Regions from separate parts of the Bos taurus genome. Here region 1 is linked to region 2. A link is a contact called in public Hi-C data. All regions are on one chromosome and are shown on one strand. The core of a region is the stretch at or near the end of the contact, and the rest is flanking DNA. Distances in the headings are between cores, read along the strand shown.

Region 1 (3,733 bases), core at 464-2,963, 82 kb before region 2:
ACTTAACAAGTTCCAGGCAAAGAGGAACTGAACTGTACAAGAAACAGTTACTCAAATATATTTTGTTACAACTTAAAAAAATAAAAAATAAAAAGGCAGAAGGATATCTTTCCTCCTGCACATCTCTGTACAACTTTATTCTAAATTTATTAGACTCAAGTTAAATAGTCTGTTTAGTGTTTTGTTGCAGGGTACTGGGGAGAAGGGGTGTCTTAAAAAGTAGAAAACCGGCATTACAGCAGTGAGTCATTTGTACTACAATTCCTCCCTTGTGAATCAATGCTATCACTGGGCACAGTACCTTGCTGGTTCACAAAGTTTTCGGTGCCTGGGGGGTCTTCACACAGAAGTTCACTGTCTTTCTCCTCCCCCAGGTGATATCCACTCTGTTCCCCTGTGTAGTCAGTCCTGTCATTGCTGTTGCTGGAGCAGCCATTCCCATAGGCCTTCAATGAAGACCTGCGCAGGCAGAGAAGCTCCTGGAAGGCAATCCTGAAATCTGGGCTCCGGCAGTAGATAAGGGGATTGAAAGCGGAGTTGATGTAGCCCAACCAGTTTAGAAGGATGTATATTTCCTTACGGATGAGGTTATCCTTGATCACGTGCACAATGTTGACAATGAAGAAGGGCAGCCAGCACAGGGTGAAAGTGCCCATGATAATGCCTAAAGTCTTGAGGGCTTTGTGTTCCTTCAAGTAGAACTTGGAGGTCCTGCGTTGTCCTAGACCGCTCCGCCCATCCTGCTCCACTTGACTGACGTTTTGGGCATGGAAGCGGCCCTCAGATTTGTCGATCTTCTGGAGCTGCCTTTTGGCCACCTGGAACACCCTGGAGTAGACGAAGACCATGACCACCAGGGGAAGGTAGAAGGACACAATGGAGGAGGCAATGGCATAGGGTTGGTTCGTGAAGAAGTCACAGCAGGTTTCCTTAGCATAGCAGTTGATGGCTTCCTTGTGGCTGGCCCGGTACCAGTGCATCTGAATGGGTAAGAAGGAGGTAAGGCCAGACACGATCCACACCATCAAAATGACCACCCGGGCCTTATTCTTGGTCAGCAGGCACTGATACTTGAAGGGTGACGTGATGGCTAAGTAGCGATCCACAGCGATCACGCACAAGGTCTCAATGCTGGCCGTGACGCATAACACGTCAATGGAAGTCCAAAACTCACACCAGAAGTTGCCAAAAGTCCACATTTTCATGAGGATGTGGCAGGCCCCAAAGGGCACCACTGCCAGGCCCATGACCAGGTCAGCACAGGCCAGGGAGGTGATGAAGTAGTTGGTGACCGTCTGGAGACGCTCAAACTTGGCAATGGCTGTGATGACTAGCACGTTTCCAAACACGATGGCCAGGACAATAAGCGACATGAGGATGCCCATGCCCACAACCCAGGCCTCGTCCCGTTCCAGCGTGACGTTTTGGTCCGGCGCGTGGCTTGCGTTGGGCGCCAGCAAAAAGACGCTGCGGTTCCCGGGCTGCCCCATGGCGCGCAGGCTGGCAGGTGAGCGCACAGGCTGCCGGCGCACCAGCCGCCCTCAGCGAGCGGACCTCCGGCGGGGCGCTGCGGGCAGCAAGCGAGCACCTGGAAGACTCATTCAGCGGCCGTGGGTGGGTGTGGGTGTGGTAGGGGTGCGTGGTGCACTCAGCTCCGGGGCTACTCTGGGCTCGCAGTGCCTGTCAGTTCAGCCAGTTCCAGCTTGCGCTCTGGAGAAGCCGTCTCTGAGTGCGCGCTGTCCGTTATGTGCCCAGGACTTTAGGGGAACTGCCCTCCCCGTGACGTGCTACAACTTTCAACCAATAGAACGCGGGAAGCCCCAAAGGGGCGAGGCCCACGCCCTCTCCCGCCCCTTCCCTCCCTTCTCCTGCCTGCTCCAGGGGCTGGCCCGGGCGGGACCCAACTGCTCTAGGAGGGCGGGTCGGCCACCATTCCCTCGGGGCTCTCTCGGCTGGCCCCGGAGGCTGAAGCCGGCTCTGGCGAGCTTACCAGCCAACTAGAAGGTGCCAGTTCTTTCGTGACTGCTACCTGTCTGCCTGGGGCGCCTGTGCGGCTTGGTCTCAGGGTAGATGGCAATACTCCGGCACTCCCTCGCATTCGGAAATAGATGATCGTGCCCACCGAGACACGCACAGGCAGGCGCACTGTACCCCGACATACATGCTTAGACTTATACGGAACCACAGCCACAGACACTCAGACACACCCATCCAGCGCACAAACGAGCGCGCAGGCACAGAAGCCGACTGGCACAAAGTCACCCCTGTCCAACACAAGAGACATGGCCAGGAGCAAACCAGGAGCACCCGGAAGCATAAAGACACGGACATACAGACAAAAAAAGTAAACAAATAGCATACAAACGCCCACTTGGAGGCAAGCAGTGTGCCACAGAGAAGGACTTCCCCATCTGGATATTCCAAACTCTTTACCCTTGCCCCCTGGACATCCACTCCATCTTCCCCAGTACACAGGACTCATGGTATATTCCCTTTCAGACATTTGGCAAGACCACAGGTGGTGACTTTAGCAGCAGCCAATTTCCTCAGCATGCTTGCTGTCCAGTACTTTTGGTGCCCTCCTTGGGAATTTGCAGGGGTTGAGACCTAATTTTACTCTTGGGATTTCATTTGGAGCTGGGGTATACATGTATGTGCTTGAGGATAGGAAGAGAACGTTGTATGCTTTAATTCTTAATTCTAGGGAGTGTGGCATCGTTCCTTCCTTCTCCGTTAAAATGAGAATATGTTGAAAATGAAATAATTTTCAAGTTCAACTTCTTCAATAATCCCTTTGCAACTAGAAAAAATCTTCTGTTCGGTAGTTTGTTGATCTGTTGGGCTGAGCCATATGAAATTGCCACTTTTCTGTGGTATCTGACTTTAAATAGATGACAATTTCATATGGCTCAGATTATTAAGAAGGTGTTAACATTAAGAAATGTTTTGAAACCACAGAAAGCAAAAGATAACTTCTCTTAAAAAACTAGAGTCTTTGTCCATGAAATACTACCCTTTGCATGTGGCATATGAATTTACTGTTAAAAAATTAATTTTCAGGGTTTGATTTCCCATGTATCATTTGTGTCTTTGAAACATGGAAAGTATTTCATGCAGTGTAACTGAACATATTTTCTAGATTACATAATAACATAACAATGGCTAACATTTATGGAACGTTCTGCGATGTGCTTTTAATGCATTATTCCATTTAATCCTTCCCACAGTCCCATGGTGTGTGTTGTTAGGGTGGGGTGGGGTATAACTATTTTTAGCTTAATTCACAAATGGGTCTCAAAGAAGAAAATAGCTTGCCCATGGGCACAAGACCAGGCAGTGCCAGAAGCAGAAGCTGAACTCAGTTCTGTTTGACTCTAAAATCCATCTTTTAATCCTTTCAATGTACCGTGTCACCACAGTGCAGAAAGGAATAGAGGATGGGGAAGAAGGACCACAACTGGAATTGGAATACCAGGTTTCAAATTCTCATCTTAGAACTTTCTAGCTCATATTCCTTAGGCAAATAAAAAATGTGGAGCCTAATTTCCCCTATGTCTAAATGAGGAATTAAGTCACTTCCATTGTGCTGAATGAGAATCAGATGATATAATGACAAATGTAATTATGATTTGCACTTATAAATGCCACACAAATAAAGGTTATACATAAATTTATATAAATTACTAAGTAGTTTAGAAGATATTGTTCATATTCTCTAATAGAACACTAAAAT
Region 2 (3,772 bases), core at 2-2,501:
AGTCGGACATGACTGAGCAAACTTCACTTTCACTTCACAGTTTGATCTAGAGGCTCAGAAAATGTCACTGAGGCACAGTGTCTGTACTTTTCTATTTGTTCTGCTTTTCGTCATGCATTTGTTGGCTTCATTCAGACTGGCTCAGATTCATAATAGCGAGATGGCAATTGCGGCTCCAAGCCTCACAAGCTCATGCCTTTAAATCCAGTGAACAGATACCAAACCTATCTCTTCCAGAAGCCCTTTTACAGGTCTCAGATCTTCTCATTGGCTCTAACCAGGTCCTGTTCTTAGCCCTGCTCCGTCACTGTGGCCAGAGGGATAGGATATCCCAACTGGATTGAGGCCTTATGAGCTTACTTGAGAGCTGGGAGAAGTGTCAGTCCCCCGTAAACACTAGGATTTCATAATAGGAATGTGTCCACAAGTGAACAGGGTGCTTCCACCTGCGAAGAGATGCTGGAGAGGGGACAAAAAAATAACCACAGGAAGAAGGACCTGTTTGAGGTCACTCACCTTGTCAGCATCATAGCTGGGGCTCAGGTTTTCACCCTATCTTACTTTCTTCAAACTCTCCTGCCTCTTGAAAACTTTGTTTCCACCAGTGTTCCTAGAGACGTATGGTGATCAAAAGTCAGGAATGGGTTAATAAGAAAAACGTGTGTGTGTATGCTCAGTCACTCAGTGGTGTCCAGTGCTTTTGCAACCCCATGGATTATAGCCCACTAGGCTCCTCTGTCCATGGCATTTTCCAAGCAAGAATACTGGAGTGGGTTGCCATTTCCTTCTCCAGCAAATCTTTCTGATCCAGGGATTGAACCCATGTATCTTGCACCTCCTACACTGGCAGGCGGATTCTTTACCATTGAGGCCCCTGGGAAGCCTCAATAAGAAAAACAGTGGTACTGAAAAGCATTAGAGGAAATCACAAGTCCTTCAGGATCTTTCTCTGGCCCAGGGTAACAAATTGGTCAAAGTTGTCTTGAGAGTAACAAGAAGGAAGACACCGCCCCAGATGGCAGGCAGGAAAGCAGGCTGGAGAGAAAAGCTACTGCTAACCACTGCCCCCGCCCACAGTCCCTCGGCCTGGAAGAAGTCAGACCACAAGCAGCCAGGAAACTTTCAAGGCCTGCAAAGAGCTGTTTAGGACCAGGTCACAGTAGTTTCTAAAACCGTCTCCAGTTCATTATTCACTGTCAAGTTACTCCACGTGACTTTGTCACTCTTTTCTCTCTGCCTTCTCCAGTCTCACAAAGTTTTGCTGGTTCTGGTTATTTTTAGCTCAGTATGGCCCTTGGGGATCACCAGATCCAACTCTCTTGTTTTGTAAAAGAGAGAAATGAGACTCAGTGTTTCTGAGTTATTAAGGTCACGCACTTCCTATCAGAGTTGGTCGCCCTACCGGGGTCTCCAGGCTTCCCGCCCCTGGGTTCCATGGACCTGGTTGCTTCCTTTTTGTGGTCTCAGCAAGGTCCCCAACTGGGCTTTGCCTTATTAAAGGGCCGAATGTTGTCCCAGCACTGACAGATCCAGGTCACTTTTATCTTAGAAGTAGAATGGGTTCTTGAAGATTTGCACACTGATTTTTGAGAACTCAGGCACAGTCCTCCTAAAAAAGGGATTTTGTTTTATAGGTTCTCAGTCTCACAAAATTGGGCTTCCCAGATGTCACTAGTGGTAAAGAACCCACCTGCCAATGAGGGAGACATAAGAGATACAGGTTCGATCCCTGGGTTGGGAAGATCCCCTGGAAGAGGGCATGGCAACCCACTCCAGTATTCTTGCCTGGAGAATCCACAGACAGAGGAGCCTGGTGGGCTACAGCCCATGGGATCGCAAAGAGTTGGACACAACTGAAGCGACTTAGCACACACCAACACAGTCTCACAAAATCCACTGGACCTGAGATACCATAGACCAATAGTGAAAATTAGTTAATTCCTATTTCTACTCTTAATAACTGGATATTAAACTTCACTTTGGGACTTCTTTTTAGGAAGGCTTTAGGGACTCCACAGGGTGCTGATTCTTTGCCAGTTTGTTTTCAGTTAGTCTGTAGTAGTGAAGTCACTCAGTCGTGTCCAACTCTTTGCAACCCCATGAACTGTAGCCTACCAGATTCCTCCATCCATAGAATTCTCCAGGCAAGAGTACTGGAAGTGGGTTGCCATTTCCTTCTCCAGGGGATCTTCTTGAACCAGGGATCGAACCCAGGTCTCCCACATTGTAGGCAGACGCTTTACCGTCTGAGCCACCAGGAAAATCCTGGGTGGAATTCCAGTTAGTCCAGTCCAGTTAGTCTGGGACCCACTTAATTTTTCGCTCTTGAATGATGGCTTCCCTTCTTTCTCAGAGCTGGCTTCAAGGGTTTGCAATCTGTGTAGTTAGTTGCACAGGGGCCCACACTCAGCAGGTCTTGTGTTTAGTTTAATGCTCTGTTGTGGCTATCTTGAAATTCTTAATAATTTTATCTTTGAACTTGTGTTTTGTAGGTAAAGTCCAATGGGACAATGGAGTGATCATGCATGTGAGCAGAGGAGATACACATGTAATATACATGTCCACTGATGATCCTTGAAGCCCAGTTTGCATATGACATTCATGATGTCCCATGAACACAGAATTCAGCAGCACCCATGATGCATGGAAGTTCATCAAGACTCACGTGAGTACCAGGCAAGTGTGCTATATGTACCACTGAGAGGCCATGTCTTTGTTCAAATCAGAACTTGCTTTGAAAACAGAAGGAAGACGGTGGCATTCTAAGAACCACAAGTGGCCAAGGGTCCCCATCATATCCTTTCTTATTCATGTTACTTCTCTGTATTAGACAACACTTAGGCTGAAAATTAGGACATAGGAAGAAAGGACATTTCCTTCCTATAATTCCTTTCTTCTTAGTCCTTCCTTACTCATAGGTAAGATGAAGATAGGCAGTGTTGATAGAATATACAGGTAAAAAGAAGTGAAATAAAAGTTGAGTTAGTATTTCTGTAGCATTTCCATTGTTCAGGTAAGAAGGAAATGTGTGAACCACAAAGATACATGTTCAGCATGTGGATTTGGGGGAACACAATTCAGCCCATTACAAGGGCCTTTACACTATTTCTTCTTATAATAACCTTGAGGGAGCAGTCAGTACACATATTAGCTTACTAATTGCCAAGCTCTGGTAAGCTGCTAAAGATACCAGAGAAGACAGGCAGATACCTGCTGTCATGTAAATTAAGCTCCAGTGGGAGATGGGCAAAAACAATTAAGTAAGTAACACAGTTGCAGATAGTGATAAGTACAAGTAAGACCACACATACAGTTCAGTGATAGAAAATAAAGTGGTATACTGTATTGATGTTTTTCCTTCTGGCTTACTTCACTCTGTATAATAGGCTCCAGTTTCATCCACCTCATTAGAACTGATTCAAATGTATTCTTTTTAATGGCTGAGTAATACTCCATTGTGTATATGTACCATAGCTTTCTTATCCATTCATCTGCTGATGGACATCTAGGTTGCTTCCATGTCCTGGCTATTATAAACAGTGCTGCGATGAACATTGGGGTACACGTGTCTCTTTCCCTTCTGGTTTCCTCAGTGTGTATGCCCAGCAGTGGGATTGCTGGATCATAAGGCAGTTCTATTTCCAGTTTTTTAAGGAATCTCCACACTGTTCTCCATAGTGGCTGTACTAGTTTGCATTCCCAACAACAGTGTAAGAGGGTTCCCTTTTCTCCACATCCTCTCCAGCATTTATTATTTGTAGACTTTTGGATC

Evidence for each region. Hi-C and Micro-C count contacts between places; a contact is called where the count stands out from the background.
Region 1: a Hi-C map of liver shows a contact between it and region 2, with 3 times the contacts expected there. The contact joins the promoter of ADRB2 here to the enhancer-like site in region 2. A contact is called at or near these places in 2 of 11 Hi-C or Micro-C datasets (liver and an unstated tissue).

Annotation. Positions count from the first base shown.
Region 1 is chr7:60,230,686-60,234,418 of ARS-UCD2.0, reverse strand. It overlaps ADRB2 (adrenoceptor beta 2), which reads right to left and starts at 1,713. Exons shown (of 1, transcript NM_174231.1): 1 at 1-1,713. The coding sequence starts at 1,490. The coding sequence ends at 234. All of the region lies in intron 3 of LOC112447452 (a long non-coding RNA gene), which reads left to right.
Region 2 is chr7:60,147,895-60,151,666 of ARS-UCD2.0, reverse strand. No RefSeq gene overlaps it. Among named protein-coding and RNA genes, the nearest start is that of HTR4, 82 kb to the right of the region's middle. Within about 2 kb of position 1,251, at least 11 of the 102 cell types and tissues checked have an H3K27ac peak or open chromatin away from gene starts, as enhancers often do.